Regions from separate parts of the Mus musculus genome. Here all the other regions are linked to region 3. A link is a contact called in public HiChIP or PLAC-seq data. All regions are on one chromosome and are shown on one strand. The core of a region is the stretch at or near the end of the contact, and the rest is flanking DNA. Distances in the headings are between cores, read along the strand shown. Region 1 holds the start of Otud6b (OTU domain containing 6B). Region 2 has its middle 24 kb from the start of Necab1. Region 3 overlaps Necab1 (N-terminal EF-hand calcium binding protein 1).

Evidence for each region. HiChIP or PLAC-seq counts read pairs in DNA pulled down with a chosen protein or histone mark.
Region 1: a contact with region 3 is called in an H3K4me3 HiChIP or PLAC-seq map of the SCID.adh cell line, with 19 read pairs. The contact joins the promoter of Otud6b here to the enhancer-like site in region 3. A contact is called at or near these places in 8 of 484 Hi-C or Micro-C datasets (the G1E-ER4 cell line, Sertoli cells, cerebral cortex and 3 more), 3 of 115 datasets of contacts at active chromatin or transcription factors (the SCID.adh cell line, bone marrow-derived macrophages and neural progenitor cells) and 2 of 9 other capture datasets (adipose tissue and pancreatic islet).
Region 2: an H3K4me3 HiChIP or PLAC-seq map of the SCID.adh cell line shows a contact between it and region 3, with 8 times the contacts expected there. The contact joins two enhancer-like sites. A contact is called at or near these places in 1 of 39 promoter capture datasets (hippocampal neurons), 4 of 15 datasets of contacts at CTCF or cohesin (hippocampal excitatory neurons, large pre-B cells, liver and 1 more), 99 of 484 Hi-C or Micro-C datasets (3T3-L1-derived adipocytes, the AML12 cell line, the AtT-20 cell line and 57 more) and 11 of 115 datasets of contacts at active chromatin or transcription factors (PVALB interneurons, the SCID.adh cell line, SST interneurons and 7 more).

Annotation. Positions count from the first base shown.
Region 1 is chr4:14,824,693-14,827,908 of GRCm38.p6, reverse strand. It overlaps Otud6b (OTU domain containing 6B), which reads left to right and starts at 1,496. Exons shown (of 7, transcript NM_152812.4): 1 at 1,496-1,618; 2 at 2,256-2,410. The coding sequence starts at 1,537.
Region 2 is chr4:15,170,939-15,174,477 of GRCm38.p6, reverse strand. No RefSeq gene overlaps it. Among named protein-coding and RNA genes, the nearest start is that of Necab1, 24 kb to the right of the region's middle. Within about 2 kb of position 1,742, at least 1 of the 459 cell types and tissues checked has an H3K27ac peak or open chromatin away from gene starts, as enhancers often do. A contact at or near this core is called in the SCID.adh cell line, where this site is marked.
Region 3 is chr4:14,964,182-14,967,665 of GRCm38.p6, reverse strand. It overlaps Necab1 (N-terminal EF-hand calcium binding protein 1), which reads left to right. Exons shown (of 13, transcript NM_178617.4): 10 at 1,648-1,760. Among named protein-coding and RNA genes, the nearest start is that of Gm11837, 35 kb to the right of the region's middle. Within about 2 kb of position 1,490, at least 49 of the 459 cell types and tissues checked have an H3K27ac peak or open chromatin away from gene starts, as enhancers often do. A contact at or near this core is called in the SCID.adh cell line, Sertoli cells and neural progenitor cells, where this site is marked.

The sequences.
Region 1 (3,216 bases), core at 247-2,746, 140 kb after region 3:
TTTAATCTGCACCACACCTTCTGAAGACTTCCATAAGTATGTTGGAAGAAGGAAGATTTACTCTGTCTTCTTCACCTGCCTACCTTGTGGGACTGAGCAACTGCTAGATCCTTGGACTTCCATTCACAGCTGCTGCTCACCATTGTTGGGGAGTTTGGGCTACAGACCGCAAGTCATCAATAAATTCCCTTGCTATATAGAGACTTTCCATAGGTTCTGTGACTCTAGAGAACCCTGACTAATACAACCCCTTACAGGTTTATACAGTTGTAGGTGCAGTTCATTATTCATCTCTGGAAATAAGTTTTCAATTATTTCCAGAAATATTATTTCAACTTCATTTGTTTTGTTCTGTCTCAGGCATTTATATATAAAAAAGAATATGTTTGTCTATCTATTTTTTTTAAGATCTATTTATTTATTATATGAAAGTACATTGTAGCTGTCTTCAGACACTCCAGAAGAGGGCATCATATTTCGCTATGGATGGTTGTGAGCCACCATGTGGTTGCTAGGATTTGAACTCGGGACCTTCAGAAGAGCAGTTGGCGCTCTTATCCACTGAGCCATCTCGCCAGCCCCTGTCTATCGACTTTTGAGACAGGGTCTCACCTATGTAACTCTCTGGACATCCTGGAACTCCCTATGTAGACAGGCTGGCCTCAAACTCACAGAGATCTGCCTGCCTGCCTCCTAAGTGCTGGGATTAAAGGCCTACACAACCACAATCAGCCCTAAATAGAGATTTTTTTTTTTTTTTAAATTTTACTGGACCAACACTCTGAGTCTTCCACTCCTGCCACCATTCCGTGAGCATTCTTGTTTGCCTTTGCTAATTTGTTTTTGTGGCACACGAGTTACATTTGTTAAATCTTGCCTCAAATCTTCAAAACACCCTGACATCACTGTTAATCGTTTTACAACTGAATTTAGCAAATGGACTTTACTAAGCTTAGTCCTTTTTTATCTCTTTCATCACTTATTTCAAGAGTAGGCATTCCTTACTTAGCGTTTCCCCTTTTACCACATTGTAAAAAAACAAAAAACAAACCATTCCCTAGTGTATGACTAATATAACGTAAAGATCCTCATTGAAAACAAACCACGCTTTTATTAAAATTAAAAAAAAAATCTTTTCAACATGTTTTGGCAAAGAGGACAACTACGGAGCGTTCTAAAGCACAAATTGAAAGCTGTGCGAAAGAACGTCCGTGATGTCATCTCCGTGCGCCCCGTCAGGGCCAATCGCCTGGCGCGTAGCTTTGTGCTGCGGTTGCTCCAGCGCCGGGCGCGTCCTTAATCGCACAATCCCAGCTTCCGGCGCGCCGCCCAGAGCGGTCCGAGCGCGCAGGCGCCCTAGCCCATGTCGGCGTCTCCCGGTTTCAGTGGTTAGACCTGGATCCGGAGCCGCCTTGAGGCGGGGCTGGGCCTTCCCGGCGGCCAATGGCGCCCCGGGTGAGGGTTGAGGAGTGGGAGGTGCTGGCCCTCCTGAGGTGCGGATCTCCTTCAGCGCGGGTGCCGGGCCGCCTGGTCGTCATGGAGGAGGTCGTGGCTGAAGAGCTCGATGATGAGGAGCAGCTGGTGAGAAGGCATCGGAAGGAGAAGAAGGAGCTGCAAGGTGACGGGAAAGGGGCTGGGAATGTAAGAGGCGTCCACACCCAAGGCTGGGAGCGTGGAGTGTGTCCTCTGGTACCTGGACGGGCACACGTCCTGGATCCGTCTAGGCTTTCCCTCAGATAACTTTTGATCAGTCTTCTCCAGCTTTCCCCATTCCCTCGACCCCCTTATTTGCAGTCCCCGGAGATGTCCCCGTGTGCGACCTGCCGTGGACCCCTAGCGGGTCCGGTGCACGTGCTGCTGCTGAGTGATGTGCCTGGAGACCAAAGTCTTGGACCTCCTCTTCCTCCCTTCCCATTCCTGCCCCCGATCCCGACGCCTGGCCTTAGTGGTGTGGTCTGAATTGCTTCTCCTTGGCTTGTCGGTCACAGAGAAAGATATTTAAAAGGCAGAAGTTTTACCTTAGTATAGTTTTTTAACCTTGGTTTTGCCCTGTCAAACCAAACAAATTCGAGATTGTGTTTACGTTGGGTCGCAAGCCTCATCCGGACCTTTCTCCGTAGCTGATTGTTGTGTCATGATTAATTGCTTCTATAATTACTTTACATTCTATAATTGTACCTCTTCCCACCCTCTTAACTGCTTTTCGCTTTTTGGTCCGGGGGCTCTGACACGGCTGTTTTGATGACTTTTTTTAGCCAAAATTCAGGGAATGAAGAACGCTGTTCCCAAAAACGACAAAAAGAGGAGGAAGCAGCTCACGGAAGATGTTGCTAAATTGGAAAGAGAAATGGAGCAAAAACACAGGGAAGAACTGGAGCAATTGAAGCAATTGACTTTCAAGGACAGTAAGGTATGGGGAGCGAAGCTTGTCTCTGAGCCCGAGCAAACAGCTGTCTGAGTGTGTTGAACTGCTTATTGAATACGGTCTCAAAATTCTGAAATCGAGTCATACAGTCACACATCACATTTCCTCGACATTAGTTTTTTTAGACAGAGTGCCTTGTAGTCTAGGCTGTCACCCATGTGGATTTGGAGCAGAGGCTAAACCTTGAACTTTAACTTCAGATCCTACTGGTGTGACTTCACAAGTGCTGGGATTACAGGCATGCACCACCACACCTAGCTGTACATTTCTTTAGTATTTTTGTGACCAGGTTTATGGGCAGATTTTCTTTTTTTAAATGGAAGAACAGCAAAAAAGTGCCTACTTCCTTAACCTAATAACCATGTAAAGTATAAGTTATTGCCAGATAAGGTTTGCCTTGAGTGAAAGTTGGCAGCCGAGACTGCTCGTCAGGAACTCCTGATGAATGAGATTGTAACCTCGGCAAAGCTTCTTAATCAACCCTAGAATAAATTTCTCCACATGGGACAATAAATATGAAATTATAGTTAAGTAGAGAAAGCTGTCCTGAAACTCACTCTGTAGACCAGAAATCCGCCGGCCTCTGCCTCCCGAGTGCTGGGATCAAAGGTGTGCGCCACCATGCCCGGCTCCATGCATCTGCTTGGTGTTTACCATTCTGCCTAATGTGTATACCAGCTACTTTGTTCAAAGGATATAGTTGTCAGTAACACTGTAAGGTAATAGCCATGAAGTAATGTAGATAATCACACGAGTCCAGTAGGAAACCAGCTTAAAGAGATTAAGAATTT
Region 2 (3,539 bases), core at 493-2,992, 210 kb before region 3:
ACACCCATTGGAAGGAGTTACAGAGACAAAATTTGGAGCTGTGACAAAAGGATGGAACATCTAGTGACTGCCATATCCAGGGATCCATCCCATAATCAGCTTCCAAACACTGACACCATTGCATACACTAGCAAGATTTTGCTGTAAGGACCCAGATATAGCTGTCTCTTGTGAGACTATGCCAGGGCCTAGCAAACACAGAAGTGGATGCTCACAGTCAGCTATTGGATGGATCACAGGGACCCCAATGGAGGAGCTAGAGAAAGTACCCAAGGAGCTGAGGGGATCTGCAACCCTATAGGTGGAACAACAATATGAACTAACCAGTAGCCTGGAGCTCTTGTCTCTAGCTGCATATGTATGATGGCCTATTCAGCCATCACTGGAAAAAGAGGCCCTTTGGACTTGCAAACTTTATATGCCCCTGTACAGGGGAACGCCAGGGCCAAAAAGGGGGAGTGGGTGGGTAGGGGATGGGGAGGAGGGGATGGGGGTCTTTTGGGATAGCATTGGAAATGTAAACGAGGAAAATACCTAATTAAAAAAAAAAAAGGGAAAAAGCAAGCTAGCTGAAATAGCACTGAAACACAATCAGGCAACGCTAGACAGTTTCAGTTAGGTTGATTATATTTAGACCAGAAGGTGGCATAAGAGTTATAGTAATGGGAAATTATTCTCAATGACTGAATTTTCTTAAAGGATTGTGTTGTAAACCAGGGTCTACATTATATAATTCTCTTTTAGTCTAAGAAAATAAGCATATATTTAAGTATATAAGCAAAAATCTCTTTTTCATTTAAAGTTGCTCAATGATTTTTGAAAAGTAATATGCACGTACAAAACAAATTGTAAAACTATCCAAATCTTACAGTCCGTGAACAACTGAGCAAATATAATGGTGCTTATATCTCCATACTTTATCTAGTAATATCAACTGCAGACTACTATACCCACTGCTATTCTCATTTAAGAATATATAATGGGCATTTGAGTTAAAAGGATTTCATATACCCATAGAGTGGCAGAGAAGTGCTCCACTGTACTGTGTGTACATAATTAGCTTCATTACTCCATGATTTACATAAACTCTATGCAGCATTTTACTGGGGTACAGAGTTCTTAAGAAACTCTCTTTCTCTCTCTCTCATATATATATATATATATGCACATATATATATACACATACATATATATACATATATATATATATATATACATCATCTACATTTACATATACATATCCTGCTCGCCTGCATTCATTCATCTTCCTTATCTAAACTTTCTAAGACTTATTATAGAAACAAAACGGTTTAAAAGTTGGAATTTTGAAGACTTTTTCAAGTATTTTTAAATTCCCTCTATGAAACCCTTACTTAGTTTCTTTCACTACTGTATGAAGGCACAGATTTTTCACCTTCTGCATTAGCCTTGCATTTTACCCTGGATATTAGTCCGTTTTAAAAATTATTGTAATAAAACAAATGAATAGATTAACTCTAGCTCCTAATTCTGGAGATTCAAATGCAATGGCCCAGCATCATCTTGCCTCTGATGAGGGCCTCTTGCAAGATGGCAAAGGAACAGATGAAAGAGAGACAGCTCATCACCAGACAGGAAGCATGAGGGATTCAAGAGCTGACTTACTCTCCCTACAACTTGCTCTTGACCACATTAATAACTGTTCTGAGTCCTGGAGGCAGCACTCACAGTGAGCTGAGCACCATCTGGTAGGCAGCATCCCTTAGTAGGGCAATGCCACCTACTGTACAGACACATGCAGGATTCTGTCTCCATCATATGAGTCCTCACTGGATACACTACTAAATCCTATCTAAACCATCATGCCTAATAATAATCTCTAAAATATAATCTGCTAAGAAGTTTCTTACATGATTTTCATCTTTATGGGTAGACACAAAATTTGAAAAATATTCTTATTAAAGGTCATTAGAAACTTTGTTCATATTAGTTGATGCGGGTTTTTGTTTAATGAAAGAACAAATACATGCTAGAGTCCTCACCATGTGTGCTAAACTCATCAGATGCGTGCCACGCCCCACCCCGCCCCTCCCGACTCAAGCCCCGCCACCCGCGCCTCACGCCTTCCATTCTCTCCTGCTCTGAGCTCGCCACTCTGAGCCCCTCGCCGCCTCGGACCCATCTCTCACTCGGCTACTACCAGACGGGATGCCCCAATGGCGACTAGCCTCCCCTTATCCCCATAGCTGCCCAAGGCAGGACACCTTTAAGACCATATTCATACTTTGTTTATTAGCCTAGGATGTGTAAATATTTTCATGATTAAAGGGATAGATTCCATACATGGAAACCAGTTTGATCATGTTTTATGTCTGGGAAAGAGCTCCTATGACTTAAATGAATGGTTGGAGATTTAATTTCATATGTGGCATAGTAGTCTGGATGCCACAGTATGATATATAATATCACAGCCAAGTGAAATTAATTTTGTCATAGTTTCAGGCCAAAATCCAAGTTGAAGGTATTAGCAAATTCAGGATCTGGGATGGTTTCTCCCTACCACATAGGAGTGGGAATAGAACCTAGTATCAGGTGTGTGTCATACAATTATTCTTCCACTAAGATACCGCTTCAGAGCTTCTTCCTTTCAGACAAGTCTCACTATCTAGTTCAGCTTGCCTTGAACTTGTGTTACTCCTGCATGTGATGAGAGAGCTGAGATTAGTGATGTGAAGCACCACACTCACCTAACCCAGTTTCCAGAAAGCCCTTTCTCACCGTGGCCTCCTATCACCCTTCTGTGTAAACTAGAGAAAAGCCCTTGGTATCTCTGTTTCTTCTAATGAGCATCCTGATCTTGAGCAGATTAGGGCCCCACCTTCATAACATCATTTAACTGTAATGATATCCTTAAAGGCACAGTGTTCAAATCTAGTCAACCTGGAAAGAGGTCTTCTGTAAGTGAATTTGAAGAGATCACAGTTTAGTCCCAGCACTTGGTGTATAAGTAGCATTGTGTGGGTAATAGCTCACATGCTGCAGGGAACAAGTGTCTGCCACTAATAAGCCAGTTACTGTGTCTGAAATCCCCGGCTTCAGACATGAGGCCATGTTTAGTGTTTGTTACTCATACCTGAAGCAACCAGTTTCCTACTTTGTAGACATAAGCTGCATGTTTGAAAATTGGGATTTCAGTCATGAAATGTTATCATCATGGCCCTATATGTGTAGGACCATATTTTGCTCCTTGATAGTGATTTTTTTATATATGGTGTTCTAAGTTCCTGGCCAAAAGGACCAGATTCTATATGTGCAAAACAAGTATTTATGAGAGAAACACAGCTTTTTAGATAGCTACTGTCAAGACCCATTCTATGAGTTTTATGTTTGGAGACTAAAAATCTGCTCTTGGCGCCAATTGCTATGTGTAAAATGAAGGCACTCGGCATTCACATGGAGTTCTAGTATTTATGATTAGTACACCAATTATCATATTTTAGAAGGTTTATAAATATGACTGAATTATAGTCACATGGTAGAGCATAGTGTCTCATACTTGT
Region 3 (3,484 bases), core at 241-2,740:
TAGCCCCTGAATTACTGATGCTATCTCTCTGTGGTTAATTGCCCTGCTTCTTGGAAGCCTCACCAAAGAGACTCCAATGTTGTAGACAGTTTGCCTCTGCATATTTTCCCACAGAAGCCCTGCCCCTTCTGTGGCAAGCACAGTATGCAGGCAGCTGGTTTCTGCACTGTGTCCCCCTGCAGCAAACCCAGGGCTCCCTCCCTGTCTCTAGCCACTCTGAGGAAACCCAGCCCAGGCTAGGATGACACTGCCCATAAACCCCCCTTAATAAAACACCCAGCGGAGCCAGATGCTAGCTTGAGCTGGCCTCCCTGCCTCTGTGAATCTAGCCCTCCCTCTGAGAGCTCTCCAGGTGCTTGTCTTTGAGACCTTTAGAGAAATAAATTCAAAGAAGATTAAGGCCCCACGTTTAAATCATGGAGAAAAGGTAATCAGAGGTCACAGATAGTTAATGCCCAGCCATAAAATTAGTCCCTGATAACCCCACAACAGACACCGATTTATCCCCCTCCCAGCTTCAGTTCTGTCCCACCAAATGATTACAGCCCTCCACTCCCCTTTTCCCAGAGAATTCAGGGGATTCCTAACTATACTGTATATAAACCCAATGTTTTACAGACTCAGCATCGCATGCCTGCATTTACCCTGTGAGTGTGGGGCATGTGATCTAAGTCAAGACTTGAAACACTAAAAAGACTTTTGCAAGTTGCAGTTGAATTCACAATTCTTGGGCTCAGTCTGGGTTTCCCATGGACTCAGGGCATAACATAACCTTGCTCCCCAAGTTATCCCTGATTGGTCAATAAAGATGCCTACAGCCCATAACTGGACAGAAGAGAAGTAGGTAGGACTTCAGTTCCCAGGCCTGGAGTCTGAGGCAGGACCACTCTGACTGAGGAAGAGAAGGTGGAAAGAGAAGAAGATGCCATGTGGTAAGGGATCCTAAGAACTGTCCATGAGGGCTGGCCAGTTGGAATAAGTAGCCCAAGCCGAACATGGCAAGTCATATCTTGGGTTTATTTACAGGGAAGTAGACAAAATAGCCATGGAGGGTTAAAAGCTGCCCAGCACTAGTGCCGTTAAAGCTTATTGTAAATATGAGTTTTGTGTCTTTTATGTGGGAACTGAATTATCTAAGGCAGATTAGAAACCCCCCAATTAATATTAATATTTGCCACAATACCTTTTAAATCACTGGTGAAGCATTAGAAATGCATCAGTAAGCTCACATTCTTAAAAAGCAAATTTGTAGTAACCGCCCATTATCTGGTGTCACAAAATATCCAAGAAACTGAGCTATGCAGAGACCCATAGAAGTTCTCTTTAAAACTTAGCAGCTTTGGGGCAGTGGCAACGACTGCCCCATCAAATGCACTTCGGGAAGTTTTAAGATGCTGGTGCCTATGTTCTGCTACCTCTGCCCCACAGAGAGGTGATGCTGAAATCTCCTGGGTGATTCTAATTGGCTGTCTTGCTTTGAAAGAGGATCTGTCTCTCGCAAAGGGCACTTTGTTTAGCTTCCGTTGCTACATAGTTTCAGGCTTCTGTATCACTTCGGGTAGGGAATAGTTGCATCTTTCCCGGTTAAGTTTCTGGCTGGCAGTCCTGTGGGTGCCTGTGAGACAATAACCTCCCTTTCCTCCTCAGCACATCATGCTTGTGCAGCGCCAGATGTCTGTGACAGAAGAGGATCTGGAAGAATTCCAGCTTGCTCTGAAGCACTATGTGGAGAGTGCTTCAGCTCAAAGTGGATGCCTGCGGTGAGTGCTCATATGCAAGCCAGCCCCTCCCCCACTGCCAGCCTTTCACCCTTGGCAAAAGTGGGAGGTTTGATGGGGGTGGGGGGAGGTTCCAGAGCATTCTTCAGTATGAGGTTTTAGCTAGAGCAATAAGACAATTAAAGGAGATCAAGGGGATACAAATTGGAGAAGAAGAACTCAAAAGTATCACTAGTTGCAGATAATATGATAGCGTATACACAAGTGACCCCAAAACTTCCACCAGAGAAAAATTATCAAGCTGATAAACACCTTCTGTAAAGTGGCCGGACACAAAATTAACTCAGAAAAACCAGTAGCCTTCCTTTATATAGGCATTTTCAAATCCTCCTGTTAAATTCTGCGGAGCCATCCAGCCATCTAGGTTATGACATTTGCAGAGTTTAGCAGGATATTTTGTTTGATCCTTGAACCAGCGTTGATTTAATCATTTGGCACACCGAGGGAAATAAAATGGAAATAAACTGTGAATGAGGAAGGTTTCAAATAGATCGAAATTTCCCCCTTCTGCACACAGCAACCAGCACTCGTTGAAAATCATCTTTGTAGAGAAGGCTTTCACTCATGGGGGTCTGGCTTTGATTGCCCTGTGGACTAATGATCATTTCTGCCATTGTGGAAATAGAAGGGCTCTCCAAAATTATGCTCTCAGACCATGATTATTTCACAGAAGCAGCGGCAGCATTTATTTTCTCTCTTCACTTCATAGCTTCCTCTCAGCTGTTATGTAAAGAGTAATAGAACATGCTAAACTGCATCTGTAGTTTCTTGATATGACTGGTCCCGTAAATCAGTATGTGCATCATTTTCCACAAACAATGGTAGAATTCCTGCCATGGGAACTCTACAGTGCCCCTCCAAGGCATATCCTGTCGAATGCTAGCTCTTTGTCTAGACACGGAATCCCATATACACGGTCATCTGTCCATAATCCAGCAGTATGTGTTGCTTCTTAACATGCCTCAGACCTGGCCAGGCTGCTCCTTAAATATCCACTCAGCTGCTCTCTCATGCTGTCAGACATCCACAGCACAGGCCCAAACTCACCTGTTTTCAGAAAACTTCCACAACATATACCCCTTCCTGTGAAATTATTTCAACTGCATTCCCTAATGGTCTTTAAACATTAGCAGATGTGTGTTTGTGTGATGTACAACTGTCTTCATAGAAACACATGTATTATGTCTGTGTTCTGCTCTTCTTCCTGGTGGTTAATTAATTTTTTATTTATGGTGAAACCTACTTATCAGGTCTTGGGAAAAAAGCTAGAAGGAAACGGGAATTAAAGCCAGGGATACACAGCCTTGTGTCTTGGGCAATCTCACTGACTGCAAACCTCAACTTTCATCATCAAGAACCTCATGAAGGCAGACATGCTCACACCGGCCTGTGGTCCCAGCTCCTTGAGACAGGAAGATAACGCAATGAGGCATTGCCGAAGTGACAGAATGAGTTCAAGTCCAACCTGGGCAATTTTAGTGAGACTTTCTCTCAAACACAGAAAGAATTATGAATGTACTACAGAGGTAGAACTTGACTAGCATGTATTAGCCTTTGGATTCAATCCTTAGTACACACACACACACACACACACACACACACACACACACACGTCTCATGAAATGTTTATATGTAACGTTTATGTGTGAACTACCCAACAGTATCTTCCATCCACTGAGGAATGAAATGTGAGCTGCAGTCACCAA